Linked DNA regions of Mus musculus: all the other regions are linked to region 1. The links are chromatin contacts, called in public HiChIP or PLAC-seq maps. All regions are on one chromosome and are shown on one strand. The core of a region is the stretch at or near the end of the contact, and the rest is flanking DNA. Distances in the headings are between cores, read along the strand shown.

Region 1 (3,541 bases), core at 500-2,999:
GAGGCCCAAGCCTTTGGTTGTGGTGCCCATGTAACTCCATGCCAGGCCTGTAGTTCACAGATCAAAGATACCAGTGGTGATGGAGGCAGCCTGTGAAACAAAATCACGTTCGAGTATTTAGCTGAAGTCCCTAGTTTGTTGTAGGGCTGCTCTTGGGCCCAGTGTACAGATCAGACCTAGTAAGGTGCAGCCTTTATGACCTATACCTACTAACCTGGGCACAGGCTGCTTGCTTGCTAGGATAGCACAGTTGCCCATAGGTCCAGGAGCTGAAGGTTGTGGCAAGCAAAGGGCTGGAGGTAATGCTGTGGTCCCTCCTGTATCTTGTCCATTCCGGGCCAAGCTGGTCATTAGCTGTACCCATATCCAAGAAGTGTCAAGGCCCCGCAGGAAGTCATAGAAAATGACAAGGCCAGCCCTGAAGAATACAAATCTATGTACACAGAGCCCCTAATTCCTCCACCCGGCCAGTACTTTAAGCCTGGATGGCGGTTGGTGGGTCTCCATAAATGTCAGCATTCAAAAATGCTGTGAAGGAGGGAGCAGGCCTCACCCAGGATCATAGGGTGCTGGACCTAGAACATCTGATGCAGGTAGGAGGAAGTGGAGATCCAGACCCATTTTTCTTGTCATGGTTCCATTAAGTATCTATTGTGGACAAAAGAGTTCAGTCCTACAGAACTGCAATCTGCCCATGATCCCCAAACTGCATGTCAAGCCAGCCATCAACCCCGAATGCTGTCTTTCTCACAGTCTTTGAAGTGCCATGGAAGTTCTGGGCTTTTGTGGAACTTGTAAGTTGTGGTATTGGGGGTGCAACCAGTGGAGGGAGGAGGGAGTTATCACACCTACTCAGGTGTCCGGGGAGATCCCTGGATCCTAGAAACAACAACAAAGTGGCTTGAGCTGGAGGAAGCAGCAAACTGAGTAAGTCAGAGGGAGTACAGGCTCATAAACCAAAGATACAAAGATAGCTGTATTGACAGAAACACGTTACAGACATGGACTTCATCCTCCCGACTTGGTCCCTTCACCCCTTCAGAGTTGGGTTCCCTGGGATTGTCTAGGGAGAGGCTGTATTTTTCACTGACCCCAGGGCGACAGACTCAGGACTTTCTGCTTCTGCAATGCCAGGATTTCTGCCTCCAGGAGCCTGTTTTCGGCTTCCACCGTTAGAACCTCCTCAGAGGCGGCACTTAGTTTTTCTGAGATGAATTAAAGTGATCTGTCAAGCATTATGTAGTAATCCAACTTTAAGGGTTTCTGCACAAGCCTGGATTTGTCATCTGGCAATGGGTTTTCCTTCCTTGGGCTTACGTGCCTCCCATTCTAGTGGTGCTCTCCCTCAAGCCCTTTTCTCCTTCCAACTCTAGGACCATCAGTGTAGAAACCCTCTATGATAGACCCTTTCGTTCACCCTTGCGGTTTTGCGACCGCTGCAATTCCAGGGCTGACGCTTCCACTTGCAGCTGCAATATTTTGTCCAGAACTTCTGGGTCCCGGCCTCCACCGTGCACGTAGGCTTCACGTAGGATCCTAGCAAGAAGGCAGCAGAAAGCGATCTCCCAGACTGAACAGACTCCCGATCCTGTCCACCCAGGGCCGGGGTCCTCACCGGATCTCTGCAGCCAGCGTTTCCGGGTTGAACCGCAGGGGCAGGTAACAGAATTCCACTGCCCTATGGGTGTCCTGCAGTTTTCTGGCGCAAGCAGATGATGTCACTGACCCGAGCCCAAGGCCCCGCCCGCACTCCTACCAAAGCTGGGCCGGCAACTCACCGAGGCTGAAGCTGGAGCGCCTGGAAATGCGCACCTAGCGTTTGCAGTGCTCCCCGGGTCCGGTTGGCCTCTTCCTTGAGTTCTCTGAGCTCGCGCTCCAAGTCGAATGGGCGGGGTAATCCTCCCTTGGGTCCCGCCACGCTGTGGAGGCGCCGTTTTAATTCTGAGGGACAAATGGGCAGAGTCAGGGTGAGTCCGAGCACAGCGACAGGGCCGAGTCCTTACCTCTCACCTTCGCCGCGACGCTCCAGCGCCCGGCTCTGTGCTTCTGTTTCTGCCATGCGTCTGGCGCGGGTTCCCTGCAAGACTCGCAGCCTCTCCCCAGGGCTCCCTGCAGTCTGGGAAGTGAGACCCTCAGTCGCTCGGGGACCTATTTTCTGTAGGGACAGCAACTGCACCTGCAAATAACTCGGACCCGCTATTTCTGTACTGGGTGATTTCCAGCATGTAAATCTCTACACATGTAAAGTTGAAGTTTGTAGTCATGATTGGTGTGTACCTCCTCTGTCAGCCTCTTTAGAGCAGATGTGCTGGCTTCCTGATCACGGCTCTTTTCTTGTGCCATGATCTGGTGGCGGGGAGGCAAAAAACGTAAGAATAATGATTGATGGAAAACCTACCCCTGGCCACTGGCGGCCCTTACCTTGGTGCCTCGTTTGATCGCGACTGAAGGCTGTGATTTAAGTGTTACCTCCGGAGTCAGCCGGCCAATGCAGAATCGTTTGGTGTGTGTGGCCAACAGAGCCCAGGAGCGGAAAACCATATCACAGGATTCACAGGATAAAAGTCCTGATTCCCCTGAGTAATCGGCCATGGAATGGAATCTCTTATAGACACCAGCGTCCTACAGAGGATGTGACAAAAGAGAAAAGGCGGACTGGACAGAAAAGAGAGAAAAGGGACAAAGAATAGACCAAGTCTGCTAAATCGCCAGGTCCTTCAAATGTATGTTTATGTTTGGGGAGGTGCCCTAGCTCCCTGGGCAGCGAGTACAGGCTTAGGCAGGCCTGGGCAATGTGCCTGGCCACCTTTGGGTGGGGCCCAGGTGTGAAAATGTCAGTTTGTTCCACCAATTACAGTGAGTTTGGCCAAGTATTTAATTAACTGCGGCTTTGACTTCATTGCCTATTTAGCCTCTGATAGGCAACTGTCATCTGTACCACAGCTGTTCTCTAAAATGGACAGATTTCAAGCTAGAATTCTCCACTGTAGGGAACATTTCCGCACAAGGTAAACCTCATATTAGCAGTATGTCTTTGCATAAACCCATCTTTTACAGAATTAACACACCACACAATGGAATAGTCTTTCTAATTCCCATTCTGGGACAGGAATGATCTGAACCTTTCCAGTAATGAGAACTGGGAGACCCGTTGGGGAGAATACAATTTGTCAGATGGATACTACTTGTGAGTTAAACGAGCTCTTTCTGCTGGTCAAGTTATCGTCACCTTTACACAGATCTGTAAAAGCAACGTTCATCCTCATCTCCTAGGCGAATCTATGCCTAAAATGTTTTCAGGCTCTGAGACTATTGAATAAACTCACTCTAGCTCTTCCTCAAAGCTGGCTGACTCAACTCAGCTGTTCTGTCTCAAAGTCCTCTCTGAACTGGTTCAAACCGGCTTCTCTTAGCTTCTCATTGAAGTGCTCTACTTGGTGAAGCTGCCTCTAAACTACACTCAACTGAACTAACTCCAAGATGGATTTTCCCTGCACTGCTCTTTTTTTTTTTTTTTTTAAGATTTATTTATTATATGTAA
Region 2 (3,541 bases), core at 417-2,916, 350 kb after region 1:
GAGGGCAACATCTGGACTAAGCTATATTAAAATCTGGGGATTTTGGCCGGGTGGGAGTGGTGCACACCATGAATCCCAGCAGATTAATGGGAGGCAGAGGCTGGCAGATCTTTGTGAGTTTGAGGCCAGCCCTGTCTACAGAAAAAGCACAAGGATACCCAGGGCTATACACAGAAACTCTGTCTAAAAAACCAAACAACAACAATCTGGGGATTTTGGTTGTAGTAGTTTTGGTTGCACTTGCCTAGTTTGTATGAAGCCTTGGGTCAATCGCCAACACCAAAGGTGGGCAAGCATGACAAAGGATAACAAGTGTTCCACATGGCAGCTAACAACTGTTACTCCAATTTCAGAGAATCCAACACCCCCTTCTGGCCTTCATGAAAGCATGTGCAAAGCAAAGACAAACATATAAGCAAAATACCCACGTAAAATAAAAATCAATAAAGATAACAACTGTTTGCAAAATTATGGTAGTTAAGAAAAAAGAAAGAATAACCATATGACCCAATAGTCAAAAACCAAAAGCAGAATGATATGATCTAACAATTCTACTCTATTTTCATGAAATCAAGTGTTAAGAAGAATACTGTACCCTTGTGTTTGTCATAGCTTTTTTTTTTTTTTTTTTTTTTTTTTTTGGTTTTTTGAGACAGGGTTTTCTCTGTATAGCCCTGGCTGTCCTGGAACTCACTCTGTAGTTTGGAATTCCGAACTTGGAAATCTGCCTGCCTCTGCCTCCTAAGTGCTGGGATTAAAGGCATGCACCACCACTACCCGGCTTCTCATAGCATTTATTCATAAGAAATACAATCTAAATATAAATCAATTCACAAATAGATAAAGCATGGCATTATGTAAAATAAAATATTGTTTGGCCATTAAAAGGGGGTGGGCATCAGGCATGGTGGTGCATGCCTTTCATCTCAGCTTTAAGGAGGCAGAGGTAGTCAGAGCCCTCTAAGTTTGAGGCTAGACTAGTCTACATAGTGAGTTTCAGGACTGTGAGGAGACACAGTGAGACCCTGTCTCAAATATAAGTTGGGGGAGAAGGAGGGATAGGCCTGCAGTTAGGAGTGCGTGGTGCTCTTACAGAGGACTGGATTCTCAACAACCACACCAAGTACTCCAAGGTCATTTTGACATATACACACAAACACACACACACACACAATTTAAAATAAAACTACTACCTTGTTTTTGAGAGCTGGAGCAATTTTCTTAGCAGTTAAGAGTATTTGTTACTCTTTTAGAGGACTCTGCACCCAGTTCAATCCCCAGCATGCACATGGTGGCTCTGTAACTCCAGGTGCAGAGAATGCAATGCTCTCTTCTAGCTACTCTAAACACAAGGCAAAACACCATATACATAAAAGAGAAAAAATAAATCTAAACAATTTTTTAATCTTTAAAAATGTGTAGAGGGTGCTGGGCAGTGGTGGAGTGCACCTTTAATCCCAGCATTCAGGAGGCGGAGGCGGGCAAATCCCTGTGAGTTCAAAGCCAACCCGGTTTACAGAGCAAGTTCCAAGACAGCCAAAGCTACACAGAGAAACACTATGATTCATGGCATGAAAATAGAAAAATGTGAAATAAGCAAGACACAGAAAGACAAATGCAGAATGATTTCATATACATGTAAAATAGTAAGATGTTGATCTACAGTCCTTCCACTTGAGAGGCAAGGAAGCAGGATCTCAAATGCAGGGTCACCCTGAGCTATGTAGAGATCCTTTCTACAAACAAAAACAAAAACAAAAACAAAACAAAACAAAATCGGGGGCTGGAGAGATGGCTCAGCAGTTATGAGCACTGACTGCTCTTAACTGAGTTCCAACTCCAGCAACCACATGGTGGCTCACAACCATCCGTAATGAGATCTGGCGCCCTCTTCTGGGGTGCCTAGAGACAATTACAGTGTACTTACATATAATAATAAATAATCTTTAAAGAAAAAAAAGTGCCTGGCAAACACAGAAGTGGATGCTCACAGTCAGCTATTGGATGGATCACAGGGCCCCCAATGGAGGAGTTAGGGAAAGTACCCAAGGAGCTAAAGGGATCTGCAACCCTATAGGTGGAACAACAATATGAACTAACCAGTACCCCCAGAGTTTGTGTCTCTAGCTGCATATGTATCAAAAGATGGCCCTTGGTCTTGCAAACTTTATATGCCTCAGTACAGGGGAACGCCAGGGCCAAGAAGTGGGAGTAGGTGGGTAGGAGAGTGGGTGGGCGAGGGTATGGGGGACTTTTGGGATAGCATTTGAATTGTAAATGAAGAAAATATCTAAAAAAAAGTGGGAGATGGCGGGTTGGAGATGAAGCTCAATGGTAGAGTACTTACTTGCCTGTCATGCTCAAGACCATGGGCTGGAAAAGGTAGAGAGATTTTTTTTTTAACATAAATCTCTTTAACCTGATCTAAGCATTAAGATAGATATCATATGGTATCCAACATATGTATACAGTTTTCATGTATAGCTTAAAAATAATTTTAAAATATACATATATATGTATATGTATGTATATATATATATATATATATATATATATATATATATATATATATATATGAATGAAGGCTAACAAGAGTTTTCTCTGAGGCTTTCCTATTTATTTATTCAATTATTTATTTATTTTGGTTTTTTTTTTTTTGAGACAGGGCTTCTCTATGTAGCCCTGGCTATCCTGGAACTCATTCTATAGGCCAGGCTGGCCTGGAATTCACTAGCAAGCTCCCTGTTCTTTTGTCACTCCACTGTGGGGAAAACCCCAAAACCCTGTTTCTATTATTACTATGCCACAGCTTCTGAATTCTCCTGAAGGAAATTACAACAGTTTAGAAAATCATGCCACTTCCAATTTATAGTTTCTAATGGTAACTGAGATTACTATTTTGTTAGCAATTTATCCACATGCCTCTAAGCAGTGACCTTTCCATCCCACAGAGTGGCCAATGGTCACTCTAATCTGATCCCAGGAAGATATACTCCAAGATCTCAAATGAATACCTAAAGCCATAGATAACATCTGAATCTAATAGAAACTATCTTCTCCTGTACATATATACCTATGACAAAGTTAAACTTATAAACTAAATGTATGAGATTAAGAAAATACAAAAATTACAATATACTGTTAATAAAAAGGTTTTATGAATGTGGTTTCCCTTGGAATATCTTATTATGCTTTATCCACCCTTCCTCTAATGCTGTGCGATGACGGCACAACGCCTAAATGATGGGGTAAAGGGTGGTAACTGAGGAAGGCATAGCGTTACAGGGTTAGGCTATGATAGAAGGGTTAAACGAACATAAGCCCAGAGATATTCCAACAGTAGATCTAATAATGAAAATGGCTACTACGTGACTGCCAAGGCCTCTGTGTGACAAAGGGGAAGATTTGTGTCCTATGCATGATGTATTAGGATCAGTAGGAGATTTCATCACAATACACAGGACAACATGCAATTTAACCTTTATCAATTGTTGCTAGAATTTTTCATGTATTACTATCAGACTGCAGTTGACCACAAGCA
Region 3 (3,541 bases), core at 532-3,031, 300 kb after region 1:
AGTGCTCAGGGAAAGTCATATTCATCTTTATTTTGGCCCCCAAACTTCATCTTCCCTGATTGTAAGCCTGATGACCCAGGCACAGGCTGCTTGTCTAAACTGCCTGACTGCACATTACTGGGCTCAAGCAGCTGAGTCATACTGAGCCTGTTATGGCTCCAGAACTGACTCTGAAGCAGCTGAACTCTTAAATGAGTGTGAATCCATAAATAGATGGCTGCCCTCTCCTCTATCTAACTTCACTTAGCTGAAGGCTTAAACCACAGCCACGGAAGCATGAGAGCAGGCTGTGTGCACTGCCTTAACAGCAGGCTCACAAAAAGGGCAAGCAGGAAAGCCTGTGGATTATTTCCCCAGATAGTCTGAACTCCACGTCATCCCCTCTTCTGGCAAACGCTTCAACCACAGTATTGAATAACATGTCATGTGATGGACCCTTCACCATGGATACCAGGCCTCATGTGCCTGTGATTTACTGAGGTCTCTGACCACAAACTCGAGTCCTCCTTTAGCTACCTATGGCTCCCTAAACCCTATCCAAAAAAGGAAGGGGAGATGAAGGCAAATTAATCCTTGTATAGTTTTGGCAAGGCTTTTAAACTTGAGGAAGCACACAACAATGTTGTTCTCTATCATTATTTGGTATATCAAGCCATCTAAAAGCACTGGATTGCACTGTTTCTTTACTCATAAAACAACTTACAAGGGTTTCAAACATTTCTTTAAAGAAACACCACACAAGCACCAACTTCATTATGACTCAAAGCTTACTATTTCCACAAAATAATTCTATTCCTCATCTGAGAAACAAGGCCAGGGCAAAAGGAAATACACTGACCAATTTTAGTGTTTGTTGAAACTCACATTTCTAGTCTTTCAAGTTTTGGTACAGAAGTGTACATTCAGCTACTACTGTCCTCCCCTTAGACCTTGGTCTGGCGATGCTGCTTTGTTGGTTTTTGAACACAGTGCTTTAGAGGGAGGAGTTGGTGAAGATGCTGAAGCCTAGATTATGTTGATAAAATTGAAGTAACATCAACTGAAGGGGTCTTTTGCCTCCTTGGTTTAGATTCTGAAAATGTAATCCCATACCTCCCTATTTTCCTTTGGTTGTTTTTCCCTCCAAACCAAATCCCACTTTACCACAGAGCCAAAATCGGCTCTTTATTTGGGGGAAAGGGGAAGAGACTATCAAATCAAAACAACTCCCAGCAGAACTGTGACCTGCTGCATTCTTAGGGTTGAGGACAAAGGGATGTGGACTCTTCAGAAACTTCCAAATAAAACCCCCACCCCAACCCACAACAAGCCTTAGCTGTTCTTTTAAAGGTGCCTGACAACAAACCCAAACCCCATGAAACCAATATCTGCTTCCAGCTTAGTCCATCAGTGCAGCAGCACAGCCGAGGCCAGAGACCCTGGGCCCCTCATTTCTAAATCCAAGCTACTGCTTGGCCTCTCCATTTCACATTCACAGAATCACTTGTGCAAAACAAGCAGTCTACGTTGAAAGAATGCCCTCATCGTAGTCTAATAAAAACCATAGGAAAAAAACGGCTAGAGAGCGTGTCTCTTCCACTCTGCTTATCTGCAGAGCGTAGGCATCTGTGCATGGACAGGGTAGGCGAGCCTGACGTTGAGGGAGTCGTTGTGCTGAACCAGGGATGTCTGCTGGTAATGGAGCACCAGCTCCTTCAGTGAGCTGTACAGGTTGTAGGGTTCTGCAAAGCCATATCCTCGAGCCGTGCTGTAGATGACACAGTGCTTCACTTCCCCGTCTGCACTGAGAGACAACACAGGAAAATACTTAAGGCATGTCCAGGAAACAGAGGAAGTCCAGAGCAATTGTTATACATAGGATCCAGGCAGAAGCATCCTGTCAATCAAACACAACTGTGCCTCTTAAAGGCTTGACTTCAGGTATGTACAACCACCACCCATGTAGGCCTACTCTCTCAGCCCTCAATTCCTGTCACTCCACATACATGTCCATTTGTTAACTCCTCCTTTGTTGATTGTTGTAGCTTACAATCATGAGTGCTGATGTCAGGTGGCAGTGCTTTGGGTTGTTTTGGGTCCTGTGCATTTCAGAGGAATTTTAGAAACTTTTTTTTAATTTCTGCAAATATTCAGCTAGGGCTGTGGGCTGTTTTTTTTTTTTAAGATTTATTTATTTATTATATGTAAGTACACTGTAGCTGTCTTCAGACACACAAGAAGAGGGCATCAGATCTCATTACAGATGGTTGTGAGCCACCATGTGGTTTCTGGGATTTGAACTCAGGACCTTTGGAAGAGCAGTCGGCACTCTTAACCACTGAGCCATCTCTCCAGCCCAGGGCTGTGGGTTTTGTTAGGATCATAATAACTATGTAGATCAACTTTATGAAGATGTTTTGGTGGAAAGAAAATCAAGTTTATTACATTTCAAGGAACTGAGTAGGTGTGACCGTGACAGGAAAACTGCCTTGGGAGTTCTTAACCTATGGGTCGCAACCCCTTTGGGGGTCAAATGACCTTTTCACAGGGGATCACTTAAGACCATCAGAAAATACAGAGATTTACATTACAATCATAACAGTGGCAAAGTTACTGTTATGAAGTAGCAATGAAGATAATTTTCTGTTTGGAGGTCACCACAAGGTGAAGCACTAGGAGAGAGCACAAATCACTGCGCTAGATATTAGCACGAGGTCATCTTCACTGCACTAGATATTAACACAAGGTCATCTTCACTGCACTAGATATTAACACAAGGTCATCTTCACTGCACTAGATATTAACACGAGGTCATCTTCACTGCACTAGATATTAACACGAGGTCATCTTCACTGCACTAGATATTAACACGAGGTCATCTTCACTGCACTAGATATTAACACGTGGTCATCTTCACTGCACTAGATATTAACACGTGGTCATCTTCACTGCACTAGATATTAACATGTGGTCATCTTCACTGCACTAGATATTAACACGAGGTCATCTTCACTGCACTAGATATTAACACGAGGTCATCTTCACTGCGCTAGATATTAACATGTGGTCATCTTCACTGCACTAGATATTAACATGTGGTCATCTTCACTGCACTAGATATTAACACGAGGTCATCTTCACTGCGCTAGATATTAACATGTGGTCATCTTCACTGTACTAGATATTAACACAAGGTCACCTTCACTGCACTAGATATTAACACGAGGTCATCTTCACTGCACTAGATATTAACATGAGGTCATCTTCACTGCACTAGATATTAACATGTGGTCATCTTCACTGACCAAACTCTCAACTTCTTTTAATCACGTTTCTCAGATAATCATTGTATAACTCATATTTGTTTAGTTCCTAGGCAATTCATAATTTTAAGTGGCATGTCACCTCACTTTGGGTTTTATTACTAGTACACAGAAATATACTATTTTATAAACTGGGCATGGTAGCACCCAACTCTAGAGAAGTAAAGGCCTGAGTATCAGAAACTCAGGGTCATAATCAGAAACACGACAGATGTGAGGCCTGCCTCAGGTACATGAGA

Evidence for each region. HiChIP or PLAC-seq counts read pairs in DNA pulled down with a chosen protein or histone mark.
Region 2: an H3K4me3 HiChIP or PLAC-seq map of bone marrow-derived macrophages shows a contact between it and region 1, with 2.8 times the contacts expected there. The contact joins the enhancer-like site here to the promoter of C530005A16Rik in region 1. A contact is called at or near these places in 6 of 39 promoter capture datasets (the C10 cell line, the HPC-7 cell line, cranial neural crest and 3 more), 1 of 15 datasets of contacts at CTCF or cohesin (the NIH/3T3 cell line) and 7 of 115 datasets of contacts at active chromatin or transcription factors (the 230-238 cell line, the NIH/3T3 cell line, the SCID.adh cell line and 4 more).
Region 3: an H3K4me3 HiChIP or PLAC-seq map of bone marrow-derived macrophages shows a contact between it and region 1, with 2.1 times the contacts expected there. The contact joins the enhancer-like site here to the promoter of C530005A16Rik in region 1. A contact is called at or near these places in 7 of 39 promoter capture datasets (the C10 cell line, cranial neural crest, frontonasal cranial neural crest and 4 more), 1 of 15 datasets of contacts at CTCF or cohesin (the NIH/3T3 cell line), 2 of 484 Hi-C or Micro-C datasets (growing oocytes and nephron progenitors), 10 of 115 datasets of contacts at active chromatin or transcription factors (bone marrow-derived macrophages, embryonic basal ganglia, embryonic forebrain and 6 more) and 4 of 9 other capture datasets (adipose tissue, embryonic stem cells, liver and 1 more).

Annotation. Positions count from the first base shown.
Region 1 is chr4:116,595,838-116,599,378 of GRCm38.p6, reverse strand. It overlaps C530005A16Rik (RIKEN cDNA C530005A16 gene), which reads left to right and starts at 1,749. Exons shown (of 3, transcript NR_029450.1): 1 at 1,749-3,537. Ccdc17 (coiled-coil domain containing 17) reads right to left here and starts at 2,649. Exons shown (of 13, transcript NM_001037916.3): 1 at 2,422-2,649; 2 at 2,278-2,346; 3 at 2,011-2,116; 4 at 1,779-1,941; 5 at 1,616-1,699; 6 at 1,418-1,536; 7 at 1,092-1,205; 8 at 752-879; 9 at 554-648; 10 at 215-418; 11 at 1-90. The coding sequence starts at 2,592.
Region 2 is chr4:116,244,461-116,248,001 of GRCm38.p6, reverse strand. All of the region lies in intron 1 of Pik3r3 (phosphoinositide-3-kinase regulatory subunit 3), which reads right to left. Among named protein-coding and RNA genes, the nearest start is that of Pik3r3, 25 kb to the right of the region's middle. Within about 2 kb of position 1,666, at least 3 of the 459 cell types and tissues checked have an H3K27ac peak or open chromatin away from gene starts, as enhancers often do. A contact at or near this core is called in the SCID.adh cell line and bone marrow-derived macrophages, where this site is marked.
Region 3 is chr4:116,297,876-116,301,416 of GRCm38.p6, reverse strand. Pik3r3 (phosphoinositide-3-kinase regulatory subunit 3) reads right to left here. Exons shown (of 10, transcript NM_181585.6): 10 at 1-1,783. The coding sequence ends at 1,585. Among named protein-coding and RNA genes, the nearest start is that of Pik3r3, 78 kb to the right of the region's middle. Within about 2 kb of position 1,781, at least 19 of the 459 cell types and tissues checked have an H3K27ac peak or open chromatin away from gene starts, as enhancers often do. A contact at or near this core is called in bone marrow-derived macrophages, where this site is marked.